2 separate regions of the Sus scrofa genome follow, and region 2 is linked to region 1. The links are chromatin contacts, called in public HiChIP or PLAC-seq maps. All regions are on one chromosome and are shown on one strand. The core of a region is the stretch at or near the end of the contact, and the rest is flanking DNA. Distances in the headings are between cores, read along the strand shown. Region 1 overlaps TRIM24 (transcription intermediary factor 1-alpha). Region 2 overlaps CREB3L2 (cyclic AMP-responsive element-binding protein 3-like protein 2).

Region 1 (7,312 bases), core at 3,442-5,941:
CTGCAACCTCATGGCTCCTAGTCGGATTCATTAAACAGTGAGCCATGACAGGAACTCCGCGTTATCTTTTTTTCTGATGTTATTGGCCTTTAATTATTACTGCCAAGTTGCCATATTTCTTTCTTTCTTTCTTTTTTGCTTTTTAGGGCTTCATCCTTGGCATATGGAGGTCCCCAGGCTAGGGGTCCAGTCAAAGCTACAGCTGCTAGCCTGTGCCACAGCCACAGCAATGCCAGATCTGAGCTGCATCTGCGACCTACACCACGGCTCATGGCAACGCTGTATCCTTAACCCACTGAGCGAGGCCAGGGATCAACCCCTCATCCTCATGGATCCTTGTCAGGTTCATTAACTGTTAAGTCAAGACAGGAACTACTACTGGCTTTGCTTTCTAAATTTTACCTCTTATCCTAGAAATCCCTTCCTAACAGTATGTGTAGTGATCCCTTACTCCTTTTTGCTGCCTAATATGGAGATTAAGTTTTAGATGGCATCCTTATAGAGTTGAGAGTTGACGCTGAGGGAATAGATGAGACTAATCCCCAGATCTAACAAAAATCTACAGAATCAGGGGAGGAGGAGTAGTGGTGGGATCCAGAGAGGCAATCTGGGAGAGAAAAGGATCTGCAAGTGTCAGGGAAGTAAGAATTGGTGGCACTGGAGTTCCCGTTGTGGTCAGCAGGTTAAGAACCTGACATAATGTTTATTATGAGGATTTGGATTTGATCCCTGGCCTTTTCAGTGAGTTAAGGATCCGGCGCTGCCACCAGCTGAGGCATAGGTCTTAGACGCGGCTCGGATGGAGCGTTGCTGTAGCTGTGGCATAGGCTGGCAGCTGCAGCTCCAGTTGGACCCCTGCCTGGAATCTTGCATATGCCGCATGTGTGGCCCTCAAAAAAAAAAAATAAAAGAATGAGCGGTATCAAGCGTTGTTCACAATGTTGAAGACAAGAGCTAAGAAAAGGCAGGTTTGGGTTGTGGAAATGTTATCCAGGTATTTGGAATTTAGCTAATGTAAACCGCTGATTGAGGAGGGAAATTTTTTTCCCCAACCACAAATGATGTCATGGGGACTGTTTATATCTTGTGTACCTTTTTAATAGCTGTTCTCAGAGAATAGTGCCACCATTTACACAGGTCAGCAAGCTGGAAGCAGAGGGGCTATCCCTGCACCTTCTGTATCCAGTGCATCCCCCACGCCAGCCTGTTCTACTTCCCGATCTCCTTCATTCATCTCCACTGCTCCTCACTCAATAAACCCCTGAGAAGGACTTCTACTAATCTCCATGTCGAAACCCTTGCTTTTTTTCCCAATCTGTTCTCTACTTTGCAGGGACATTGATTTTTTAAATGCACATCTGTCTGTGTCACCTACTGACTTGAAAGCTTTTAGGACACTTTTTCAGACAAAGACCGATACTGTTGTGTGATCCTACTCGATCTGGCCCCTGCCTGCCCAGCCACCCGCTCCTTCTCTTGCCTGTCTTCCCCTTGATCTCTCCACTTCAGTCGTACTTGGCTTTCTGTCAGTTCTTTGAACCTGCCATATTCTTGCCAGAGCCTTTGGTACATGCTGTTCTCTCTGCCTAGAAGGCTTTCATCAGTAATTGAGGACTCCACTTTCATATCTTGGACAAATATGATCGCTTTAGAGAAAGCCTCGCCTGGCTCTCTCTGCTTGTGCTTTCCCCAGCCCTACAACCCCACTGGAATCAGATCACTTTCCTCCATCATACGTGCTGACAGCTTCTTTTCCTTGATGGCACTTCTCAATTTGTCGTTATATGTTAGTGTGATTATTATGTGACTTTCTCATGTTTAGTCTTCAGAACCACTCAGTAAAATCCATGTTGTTATCATTTATTTTATTTTGTTTTATTTATTTTTGCTTTTTAGGGCCGCACCTGCGGCATATGGAGGTTCCCAGGCTAGGGGTCAGATCAGAGCTGTAGCTGCTGGCCTGTGCCACAGCAACCCAGGATCTGAGACCTCTGTCCACCACAGCTCACAGCAACGCTGGATCCCTAACCCACTGAGCAAGGCCAGGGTTTGAACCTGCGCCTTCATGGATGCTAGTCAGATTCGTTAACCTCTGAGCCATGATGGGAACACCGCTATTTTAAAGATGAGCATTCTAAGTCACCTGCCCAAGACTGTTCAGCTAGTAAGTAGAGGAACTGGGATTTGAACCCACACTTCCATCTAGGAGCCCAGGTGTCAAAAGGGCAGGGACTGGGTTTGCTTTTTCTGATTGTGGTATCCTCAACAAATAGCATAGTGCCTGGAATATTTGACATTGAACTAGGGCTAATGTCTTTTTATTTCCATTTCATATGTTTATAGTTGAAAACATAGTATCAGTTTAAGTTTATGAACACGGGAAGGTAACTGACAGAGACAAGCATGCTTGGTATGTCATTAAAATATGATTACCTTTTCTTACATGTTGTGTTTTTATCTCAAAAATTGATGGGACATGTTTCTTTTATTAGGTATGTACAAGCTGTGAGGACAATGCAGAAGCTAATGGGTTTTGTGTAGAGTGTGTTGAATGGCTCTGCAAGACATGCATCCGAGCTCATCAAAGGGTGAAATTCACAAAAGACCACACTGTGAGACAGAAAGAAGAAGTATCTCCAGGTAATCGTTTTTTATCTCTTTTTTTCTCTATCCCTTCCATAGTCATTCTTCCCATACTGACTTGTTTAGATACACCAGTAAGTATTGAATATAGTTTGTATTTTAATACAAGGAAGTCTATGTTGTTTATAGTCTGTATTTGAATACTTATAAATGTCGGTAGGTATGAATAGATAAACTGTTCTGCTTTATATTTATACTCACCATCCTCATATAAATGCCTTATGTGAATGTATAGCAAATGAGGAAGAAAGTAGCTTTTAAAACTTTTTTCTTATCTTATTTTTAAGATGATAACAGATGAGCTTTAAAAAAGTTTTAAAACTTTTTTCTCTCTGATATTCTTATGGTAAGGCTGTTTCATGATATTTGTTCTATAAATGTATTTTTTATTATAGTAAAATATCTGTAACTTAAAATTTGACATTCTAACCATATTAAGTGTACAGATCAGTGGCATGAATTGTATTCAACATTGTTATGCAACCATCAGCACTTAGCTATTTCCAAAACTTTTTTAGCAGCCCCGCAAAGAAACTGTACCCAGCAAATAATGACTCCTTATGTCCTTCTCACCAGCAGCCCCCGCTAACTTCTAGTCCTGTGTCTGTCTCTGTGAATTTGCTTATTTTGGGTATTTCATACAAGTGGACATCCTACGGTATTTGTCCTTCATTGTCCAGCTTATTGTACTTATCACAATGTTTTCAGGCTCCATCCATATTGTAATGTTTGTCAGAACCTCATTTGGTTTTGTGAGTCATTAATATATCTTTGTTTAAAAATTAATTCACTGCTTTTTATTCATTGAGTCAAGTACTGTTTGTACACCTATTCTATATTCCAGAAAGTGTGCTAGATTAAAAAGATGAAATGGTGAATTAGACAGATACTTCCTGCCGTCCAGGAGTTAACAGTATGATGAAGACTAAACAAATTAGGAATCATAGTTCAGGCCTTGGGAGCACATGAAAGGAGTACCAAACTCAGATTTGGGGATTTGCATTAAAGGCCAAACCTGAGGCTTCAAGGATGAATAGAAATTCATTACAGGAAGGAGAAGGGTGGGCAAACTGAAGCACATGCACACATTTCCAGAGGGGGATGTTGAGTATAGCTGAATAGTAAGATGCAAGAGGAAGAGTGGTAAGAGCTGAGGACGCACAGGGAAAGGAGAGTGTCACTTCTGAGATCACTGATGAAGAGAAGACACAAAGGAGCAAAGGCCAGGTATAGACCCAGGTAACTATAATAGATTAGTGCTAGAAAGACCTGCTTTTCTGTGAAGGTAGGCAGTTATTTAAAAGGAGAGCAGAGGACATAGGACTAAAAAAGTAAAGAATGTGAAGGATTCCACATTCCAGTTATTCTTGGAAATAATTCCAGTTAGAAGAGAGTTGAGCTTTGGATTGCATAGTAGCATCAAGGTTCCGTTTGATACAGTTCTTAAAACTTAATCTGTCAGTTCTCGCCAGTCTGATGTGGGGATAGAGAAGGACCAAACTATTTAGGGTTGGAGATTAGCTGGACTGGTGTTCTTGAATTTCCGCAGGGTGAGAGATGCAGAAAATGCCAAGCCTTGGCATGAATTATTGGGGATGTTAGCTGTATGAAGGCAGTGAAGTTGATGGTGTCAGCTGACAGGGTGAAAGAAATGATTAGGGACTAGCAATAGCGATAGCTACAGTGAGAGTAGTTAAGAATTGGAAGCTGAGAAAGCAGAAGTTATTAAAGTGGGATGTTTGAATTTATGATTACAGAAATGGAAGAGCAATGGACAAGAAAAAAATCTAGGATGAGACCATGATGTGTAGTAAATTGAATAAGTAGCTAAAATGAGGTGCAGGTTTTCAGAGATGAAAAAGTCTGAGAGGCTTGTGATACTCTGGGGACTTCTAAATCATCCAGGGTGTTGATGAGACTTAGGCTAGGAGGATGACTGTGAGTCAGAGTCTAAATTCCTCATAAATAAAGGAAGTCTATAAATGGGTGACTAATGCCTTAATCGTCTACATCAGAATCTCAATAAGTATTCCTGAGGAGCCGACGCAAAGCAGGCTGTTGCAAGCCAGCTAAGGAGGTGTGGTCACCCTGCCTACTGTGATGCCCAGATGGCGTGAACCTTAGGGAGAAGAGTGCAGGGAGCTATGACAGTACTGATATTGAACCAACTATACATTCATTGTTGGAATTAATTCCATTTAGTCTTTTTTTTTTTTTTTGGTCTTTTCTAGGGCCTCTCCCGTGGCATATGGAGGTTCCCAGGCTAGGGGTCTAATCGGGCCTACGCCACAGCCACAGCAACGTGGAAACCAAGCCTCGTCTACTACTTACACTATAGCTCACGGCAGTGCAGATCCTTAACCCACTGGGTGAGGCCAGGGATCGAACGCACAACCTCACGGTTCCTAGTCGGATTCGTTAACCACTGAGCCATGACGGGAACTCCTCCTTTCAGTCTTGATGTCTTGTGCTTTTAGTATTCTTTTAATGTATTTTTCTCTACTTGGTTATTTTTCCTTTTTTCAGAATTTTATTTATTTTTCCCTTCTTTTTGATATGACTAGATAGTAGGTTACCTTTTCGTTTTTATCTTTAAATTTATCTTAGTTACCCTCTCTATACATTTTAGTTCATTTTATATTTAATTTCTCTCAACGTAGCTTTGTATTCTACTTATTTGTATTCTCGTTTTTCCATTTAACATTGTAACATAAGCCTTGCGGAGTTTTATTTCCACGTTGGATAACTATTAATAGCAAAAACTTTATGATTAGCCATGTTGATGCGTATGCTCTGTTTAGGAATTTTGCAAAAGTGGGGAAATAATTTTCCCATCACCCTTTAACACATTATTCTGCCTTGCATTAAAAAGGTAATCACCCACATTTATTCCATTTAGGTCCCGCTCACTTATCTGGGCTATATTATAAAACCTAGTGGCAATGATGGTGTTGGTGAAACTGCAGCTCCTTTATATCACAACGGATTTGAATATAAATGAACCATCCAGGAGTTATTCACTATTTAATTATGTGAATTTCTTCTTTTTGCCTCCCATTGTTTCCACAGAGGCAGTTGGTGTGACCAGTCAGCGACCAGTGTTTTGTCCTTTTCATAAGAAGGAGCAGCTGAAGCTTTACTGTGAAACATGTGACAAACTGACGTGTCGGGACTGCCAGTTATTAGAACATAAAGAGCATAGGTACCAGCATCTTTCATTATGTACATAGATTTATAACACAGCTTTATGAGGACTAGACAGTTGATGGCACCCCAACCCAATGTCGGTCTGCAGATAATGTTTTGTTTGGCTAGCAATATGTTGGCCTGTTGCAAGATTTTCAAGATTTTTCACCTTGGGTGTTGCAAACTTTGGAGCCAGGTAATTCTGTGTTGTGGGGGGCTGTCTGGTGCCTTGTATGGTGTTAACTGCATCTTTGACTTCTAGTTAACAGATTCAAATAGCATTCTTCCAGTTGTGAAAACCAAACTCTCCAGATATTGCCAAATGCCCTGGAGAGCAAAGTCACCAAACCACTGGCCTACACGCTTTTTTTTTTTTTTTTTTAAGGGCTGCACTGTGGCGTATGAAAGGTCCCTGACTAGGGATCAAGTTGGAGCTGACACCACAGCCACAGCAACATGGGATCTGAACCACATCTGTGGGCTGCACCACAGCTCATGGCAACACTGGATCCTTAACCCATTGAGCAAGGACAAGGATCGGAAAGACAGCCTTATAGATATTAGTTACAACAGTAACTCTCCTACACAGTTTTTAAAAATGCATGGAATTAGTTAGTTGCCAGTGTTGTAAATGAGATTTTACATATTAAAAAAGTTAGGTCTTTGATTTTGGTTTGATCGGGTTTTGTTTGGTTTAATAAAATGGAATCTATTCTAGCCCTGGGCTCCATATACTCTCATGTCAATATTTGGCTGGAATTGACTTTAGTCTTCTTTAGAATGGGAAGGCTTTTCTAAATCATCATAGTCCCTACCAAAGCTTACTTTGAAAGCTGTCTTCCATAGCCATTTGAATTAACAACTGACTTAAAAACAGATTCTGATAAATCAATGCAAATATAATTGGTGAAAATGCTCTGGGCTCCCGATAGTGGCAGACTAGATAATTTGACCAACCATACCAGTGAGGGTCACTTAGAAGACATGGGAAAAATGCAGAAATCATTGATAGGATATTTTAGAGCTTGATAATTAAGAGCTAATGGGCCAGGATTGGCATGGAGTGGGAACAGAAAAAGGTATAGGCTTTTTCCCCTTGGAAGCACTTGGCTAGTGATTGAGGGGTACGTTTAATAGGCTCACAGGACTGAAAGACAGGGATTGGACTTCGGGGATTTCAGAGGTTAAAGACTTCTCCTTGCCTTGAGTTGGGATCCTGAAAGTCTACACTGTCATAGAAAAGATGAGCTAGCTGGTACATAGTTGTTCACAGGTAGGTTCCAAAAGTGCAGAATCAGATCTTCTCGGTAGCCAGAGTGGGATTAAATCAGAATTGTATTGCTGGTACCTCAGAGTACCTGGTAGAATAAAATGAAATCCTCCCTGGAGCAACAAAACATCATCCTAGACCTCAGGTTTATTTAATGAGTTTCGTTAAAATGGTTCAGCTCACAATTCGAAGTAACCATGTATACTGGGAAAT
Region 2 (7,312 bases), core at 1,944-4,443, 460 kb before region 1:
AGCTTCACCTGGAATGTTAGACCATTCTCACAGGTGAAATAACATCCCCCAAGGCTAGAAGAATGTGTTCACCTTTTTCTAGGAAAAGGAATCCAATGCTTGGAGGAAAGTGGCCAAATTCAATTAACCCAGTTGTTGAAGAGCTGCTTTTCAATATGAACAGCATTTCATTTTGTAAAACAGAGGCTTTTCTAAAAACCGTGTGTGTGAAATTAATCCAGTTCCCCCTTCCACCCCGATGTACATTAAAATTCTCAAATTTCTTTTTGCTTTTTTTTTTTTAATCCTTTTTTTTTAGGGCTACACCCTCGGCATATGAAGTTCCCAGGCTAAGGGTCGAATCGGAGCTACAGCTGCCAGCCTACACCACAGTCAGCCACGTTTTCGACCTGTACCACAGCTCATGGCAACGCCAGATCTTCAACCACCGAGCGAGGCCGGAGATCGAACCCGCATCCTCATGGATACTAGTCGGATTCGTTTCCACTGTGCCACAGTGGAGACTCCCCAAAATGTTTTGTCTTTCTTTCTTTACCTGCTGCTGCACTCACACAGGCCCAGATCTGGTCCAGCCAGCAGTAATGACGTGGATTTCCCCAAACAGAGTGCTCATCACACCCGTCTGACTTGGGACTCCAGATTTCTACAGCCCAGAATCCCACTGACCTCTCCTCTCCACCTGGAAAACTCCAACTTCATAACCCAGCCTTTCCCACTCACCCCCTATGCACCCAAAGCACACCCAGAGCCCCTTCCATACAATTCTTTTACTACCTTTATGTCTTATTTTGTGCTTTTTTACTATTTCTCCCCCATTCAAGGATGTGACCACAGGATCCAACAGTGCCTAGACATGGCAGAAGCCAAATAAATGAAACGAAACTCATGGACTTGGAGAACAGACTTGTGGTTGCCAGAGGGCAGGGAGAGGGAGTGGGATGGACAGGGAGCTTGGGGTTAATAGATGCAGACGATTGCCTTTGGAGTGGATCAGCAATGAGATCCTGCCGTGTAGCCCTGGGAACCATATCTCGTCACTTATGATGGAGCATGATAATGTGAGAAAAAAGCAGGTATCCATGTATGTGTAACTGGGTCACCATGCTGTCCAGTAGAAAATTGACAGAATACTGTACACCAGCTATAATGGAAAAAATAAAAATCATTATAAATGAAAAAAAAATGTTTGATTAACCCAATGGAAGTCAAGCCTTCCCTGCCCTTCCGTACTGCCTCCTGACCATCCACGAGGCTGTCTAGTTATCTGAGTTGGGGTCACCCTTCACTTTGGAATCTCAATTCAGCCCTGACTACCTCCCACCAGAAAAAAAAAAAAAATACAGCAGCTGCCACCTAATCAACCAGGCCATTCTCGCAACCAATGAATCCGGACTGTGAATACGGATTCTGGCACAGAAGCAGTCCCTCTCAGCTTTGAGCCCCTTGAAGCTTCTGTCCCCCATTTCTCTTTCCTTCCTTTCCTCCCTCACCCCAACCCCCTCCTTTACTCCCCTTCCTGATCTGGAAACTTCTACCCCAACAAAAGTCATGAAATGTATATGATCTATGTCATCTTCTAATTTGCCAATAGACAAGATAAACAGACATCACCCTCCTAAAGACACCCCCTCTTGGCTTGAAGCCAAAACCTACTACCCTGTTAAAGAAACCCTCACTTCATCTACCAGCAAATCTGTATCCTGGCTCCCCAAACACTTGTCACGACAAAATCAATGGCGTCTTTTGACAGGGGAGTGTTTCTTCTGGTCTTTTCCTTTCTACACACTCAGCACAGACACTGAAGCACTTTGAGGCCATGGACCCCTCAAATATGAGAATTTGAAGCCATCCAGGAAAGAGATCTTGCAGCTAAAAGCATTATTTGGCCTCCTCTGCCTCCAGGGAGGGAGGGGGACAGGTGTGACCTGCAAGGTAGTCAGACATTGAATCATCTGGATACACTGTTTCGAATTCTATACTTTCCTTCAGATGACAGAGCACGGAAGTAATCAGTAAAATCTACTACAAAGATTATCCAGTAGGGGAGGGAGTTCCCATCGTGGCATAGTGGAAACGAATCTAAGAACCATGAAGTTGCGGGTTCAGTGCCAGGCCTTGCTCAGTGGGTTAGGGATCTAGCGTTGCTGTGAGCTGTGGTGTGGGTTGCAGACGTGGCTCGGATCCTGCATTGCTGTGGCTGTGGTGTAAGCTGGTGGCTATAGCTCTGATTAGACCCCTAGCCTGGGAACCTCCATATGTGGCAAAAAAAAAAAGATAAAAAAAATAAAAGATTATCCAATAGGCGAGACAAGACAGAGAAAAGACAGAGAAGGAAACTGCTTAATTGAAGATGCTTGAAAATGTACATCTCTTCAAAATTGGAGTGAGATCAAGGCAAACCAAAGTGGCCACACACCCCTACACACATAACACACAAACTGCTCCAACTGCTGCCACTCCAGTAACCATGCCTTCCTTAGACAGCTAACAATTTTCTCATAAATAGAATCCTTGTTCTCCTCCCCTTCTCTCTCACTCACTCACCAAACACACGAGCACACAGGTGTGTTTGCGCTCTTTACAGGCAAACAAAAGAGAGAAACATGTGGAATTCTGCTTGTTTAAGCAATTGACTCTTTTTCTCTAAAATTATTCAATGGAAATCAATGACAAAATCCACTCGATTCTGAGGTTTTGGAGTCCACTTCTGAAGTCTTAGAATATCGTTATTAAAATGTTAAGAGTGGAGTTCCCATGCGGCTCAGCAGTAACAAGCCCAACTAGTATCCATGAGGACACAGGTTTGATCCCTGGCTCACTCAGCAGGTTAAAGGATCCGTCATTGCCATGAACAGCGGTGTAGGTCGCAGATGTGGCTTGGATCCAGCGTTGCTGTGGCTGTGGCGCAGGCTGGAGGCTGTAGCTCCAATTTGAACCCTAGCCTGGGAACCTCCATGTGCCACAGGTGTGGCCCTAAAACAACAACAACAACAAAAAAAAAAAAGTTAGGAGAACTCCTAATGATCAGACTGATGCTAGAGGTACCTCTGACCAATTTACAAAAAGAATCCTGAGCTCAGCAAGCACAGCTGCAACAGTTTTAGAGAAGCAAAAGGGCCCATGTCAGTAGCAAGGAGCCTGGGTTCCCATCTGATGATGCAACTGCCTGTCTGCAAAGCCTTGTGGAGTCACAAGCTCTCTTCTGTGGTAAAGGGAACTGACTGGGGTGATCCTAAGCCTCACTCCACTTGAAACTGACTCTACACCTCAACAGAAAAGAAATAGTGCTGCTGCCTATGCCAAAACAAGAGATTAGGAGATAAGCCCACTGAATCCAGCCTCCTGGGCTGGGGCAGGAATTCTTAAACTTTTGCATTGTCTCAGTCCTTGGTGGCTGCTGTAACAAAACACCACAGGCTGGGTGGCTTAGAAATGACTGAAATGTGTTTATTTCTCAGAGTTCTGGAGGCTGGGAAGTCCAAGATCAGGATGATGGCAGAGTCAAGTGTCTGATAAGAGCCCCCTTCCTCATAGAAGGCATCTTCTCACTGTGTCCTCACCTGGCAGAAGAGGCCAGGGAGTTCTCTAGGGTTTCTTCTATATGGGGACTAAATCCCATTCACCTTCCTAAGGCCCCACCTCCAAACACCATTATAGTGAAGATTGGGATTTCAATGGATGAATTTGGAGGAGACATAAACATTCAGTCCATTGCACCTGAAGGGTCTTTAAAACACAGATGGCTAGGACTCACCCCTGGAGTTTCTAATTCAGTAAGTCTGGAATGGGACCCAGGGATATGCATTTCTGACCAGTTCTCAGATGCTGTTGCAGGTCCATGGGGCACAGGTGAAGAACCACTGGTCTCCAGGGAAGGGCCTTGAAGTTCACCAAGGGGATTAAGGAACTTAGGATGCTGGGGGTGGGGGTGCCAGTCGACCATGAGGGAGAGTCAAAGACACACACTAGAGAAGCAGGTGCAAAAGCCATGAAATTCTTCCAAAAAGAAGACACACAGGGGTAGTTCCATCCTCTTAAATTATATCCTAATGTACACCATTTTATAATTTTTAAAACAGATGATTATTTAGACTGTCTATACCTTGTTTAAATACTTTATTAAGCAAGCTAATTTTAAGCTTAAAATTAAAGTAAAATAAAGTTAAAAATACCAACAACTATGTCCTAGTAAGCTTACACTGTAATTTATTGCTCTTTCAGAAAGCAAGTAAGCACAAAGCAAATTCAGTTAACAAAGAAAACTGGAAACACACGGATGCACCAATGCTCAGTGGAAAGGTGTGGCTTTATCCATGGCGTTAAATATAAATCTTTAATAAGTATTTGTTGATTCTTGCCAGGCTTGAATAGAAGAAGGAAAGCTTGGAACAAGCTAATCTTTTGAAGAGAAGGGGAGAGAGTGCCTCATTTGGGGCTATAGAAAGTGTAACTTGGAGATTTTACAAAGAACAAGCGATACCATAGTTTGCCATGGTTTTATGACTCTGGAGTGAAAAATAATAAAAAGAAAGAAATTATAAAAAGAAAGATGGATGCAAAAAGGAAGACCCTATATAATGAGTAAATTGAAGCTCCCTAAAAAAGGCTGTTTACTTACAAGCACCTGCCAAGAACTGTGATTCTCAATAATTTTACTGCCTCCATGTAAGGTGTATGAGTAGCACAGTCTCAAGGTAACAGCTCTCATGACATACAGATTCTCAAGTGTCTGAGAACAGGAGCATAGATTCTGAACTGGACTAAATTTGGACTGAATTCACATGGACTGAATCCCTGTGTTCTCCTGAAACTCCTATGTGGAAGCCCTAACCCTCAAGGTGATGGTTTTTGGAGTGCAGGCTTTTGGGAGGCAATTAGTTTAAGATGAGGTCATGAGGGTGGGGTCCTCACAACGATGGGATTAGTGCCCTTGTAAGAGGATGGAGAGCTTGCTTCTTGGTTCTTTCTGTCTCTCTCTCTTTCTCTAAACTGGGAAAAATAAATGTCTGTTGTTTAAGCCACCCAGTCTGTGGTATTTTGTTATGGCAACTCAAATTGACTGAAAGGGAGTAAACTAGATCAGCTGAGCTCTGAGCTCATAATCGAGGTATCATCATGTACCTAGTGACAATTTGGGGCAGGTACCCAAGAAAGAAAAGAGTCCTTTAATGCAATGATGTCATCACATCAATGGCAGATCTAAAAAGAGGCTACATCACAGGCTTAGTGTCAGTCCCAGCCCCCTCCCACAGTGTGTCCACCCAAGCCCCCAACTCCTCCCTAACACTAACCCAAGACAAAAGATGCTCCAGACACCCATGCCACTCTTTTACACCTAATGGGACAGTTTGGTTCTAGCATTTGGATTCTCCTTCAGGTCCCAAGCCCTATGGCTTCTGATTGGAATCTTGCTTCTGCTCACTGGAACCTGCCTTACAAGTTTCCCTTCCTGTCATGGGAGGTCCACCCTCAATTCCGCTCCAAAGGACCTTCTTCTACCCATTGACAGGTCAGCCACCTGCATGAACTTACAGCCATCACCAACCCACGATTCCCTCCACTGCACCACCCCATCCACTTGTTGGGACACCATGTAAATACCTAACACCACGTAAATATCATTTATCGAGCACCAATTCTGTGCAGGACCTTTGCGCATTTTAACAAGCATTATCCCTAATCTGCAACACAACGCTGCAAGATAGAGATTACTCTTCCCATTTGTGCATAAAGAACATGAGACTCTGGAGTTCCCGTCGTGGCGCAGTGGATAACGAATCCGACTAGTAACCATGAGGGTGCGGGTTCGGTCCCTGCCCTTGCTCAGTGGGTTAACGATCCGGCGTTGCCGTGAGCTGTGGTGTAGGTTGCAGACGCGGCTCGGATCCCGCGTTGCTGTGGCTCTGGCGTAGGCCAGTGGCTACAGCTCCGATTCGACCCCTAGCCTGGGAACCTCCACATGCCGCGGGAGCAGCCCAAAGAAATAGCAAAAAGACCAAAAAAAAAAAAAAGAACATGAGACTTAGAAAGAAAAATAATTTTCCTAAGATCATACAGCTAGTCAGTAAAGCCTCTCTATTTTAAACCTGTCTGACTTATTTATTTTTATTTACTTATTTATATATTTTTTGCTTTTTAGGGCTGCACCTGTGGCATATGGAGGGTCCCAGGCTAGGGGTTGAATTGGAGCTACAGCTGCCAGTCTACACCACAGCCACAGCAACGTGAGATCGGGGCTGTGTCTGCAACCTACACCACAGCTCACGGCAACACCGGATCCTTAACCCACTGAGCAAGGCCAGGGGTCTCGACCTCATGGTTCCTAGTCAGATTCATTTCCACTGTGCCATGATGGGAATTCCCTATCTGACTTTAAAGCCTATGGTTTTTCCAATATACCACCATGCCTTTTTTTTCCCCCATCTTGGCACCTGCCATCCTATCCCAATCTTCCACAGGTGATGCTTCCCTGGACTGGAGCTGGTCACTCACATACCCTCTTAGGCTCAGGTGGTGCCAAGAAGCTGTCTGAGCCTCTCCATCAGGGTCCACTCTGTGTCAGTCCCCCAGTGCACCCTCCTCAACCCCATCACCTGGTCTCTATCTCAACCCAAAAATGCATCCAATTGGGCCATTCCCACCTGCCACACCTCTGTTTTCAGAGTGAGGTATAAAATAATGAAAGAGCATAAGAACAAGTCTTCTGAGAATTATGGTGGAGGGAAGGGTCAGGGAAAAGGAGGAGAGGAGAGGAAGGGAAACGAGACTATGAGGCAGGAAAATGAGAAAAGAAGGAGAAGAAAGAATCAAGAAAAAGTAGAGCAGAAGAGCGAGAGAGAAGAATGCAGACAGGATGCCCAGTAAAACAACATGTGTCAAATAAGGACATTTGTGAGGCTGCTTCGTCAGGAGGGACAGGAAAATCTGGAACCATAGCAAGAACCCTGGTCTTTTAGTTAAGCCAAAGCAAACTGTTCCTAGTCTGAGAAGAGAATGCGCATGCTATCAAGATTACAAACCATAAAAGCAATGTCTGATCCTTCATTGGATACTGGGTTTAAAAAAAAATCCAGCTCTAAAGGACATCTGCAGGGCAACTGGGGCAAACTGAATTTGGACACATGCAAAAACAAGAGTGAATTAACGTTAAATTTTTTGGAGTGAAAGGATTTTCACTGAGGTTCTTTAGGAGTATGTCTTTGTCCTTCAAAGATACCTGCTGAAGAAGTTAAGATGAAATGTCATCATGCCTCTTAAAGGCCCAGCAAAACTTTTAAAGGGTCAGCAAACAGTTAAAGGGCCAGCAAAAACA

Evidence for each region. HiChIP or PLAC-seq counts read pairs in DNA pulled down with a chosen protein or histone mark.
Region 2: an H3K27ac HiChIP or PLAC-seq map of alveolar macrophages shows a contact between it and region 1. The contact joins two enhancer-like sites. A contact is called at or near these places in 1 of 47 Hi-C or Micro-C datasets (embryonic fibroblasts) and 1 of 2 datasets of contacts at active chromatin or transcription factors (alveolar macrophages).

The regions. Positions count from the first base shown.
Region 1 is chr18:11,104,105-11,111,416 of Sscrofa11.1, reverse strand. It overlaps TRIM24 (transcription intermediary factor 1-alpha), which reads left to right. Exons shown (of 19, transcript XM_021079187.1): 3 at 2,493-2,640; 4 at 5,713-5,845. Among named protein-coding and RNA genes, the nearest start is that of TRIM24, 44 kb to the left of the region's middle. Within about 2 kb of position 4,691, at least 4 of the 83 cell types and tissues checked have an H3K27ac peak or open chromatin away from gene starts, as enhancers often do. A contact at or near this core is called in alveolar macrophages, where this site is marked.
Region 2 is chr18:11,567,397-11,574,708 of Sscrofa11.1, reverse strand. The region is part of intron 1 of CREB3L2 (cyclic AMP-responsive element-binding protein 3-like protein 2); the gene reads right to left. Among named protein-coding and RNA genes, the nearest start is that of CREB3L2, 38 kb to the right of the region's middle. Within about 2 kb of position 3,193, at least 3 of the 83 cell types and tissues checked have an H3K27ac peak or open chromatin away from gene starts, as enhancers often do. A contact at or near this core is called in alveolar macrophages, where this site is marked.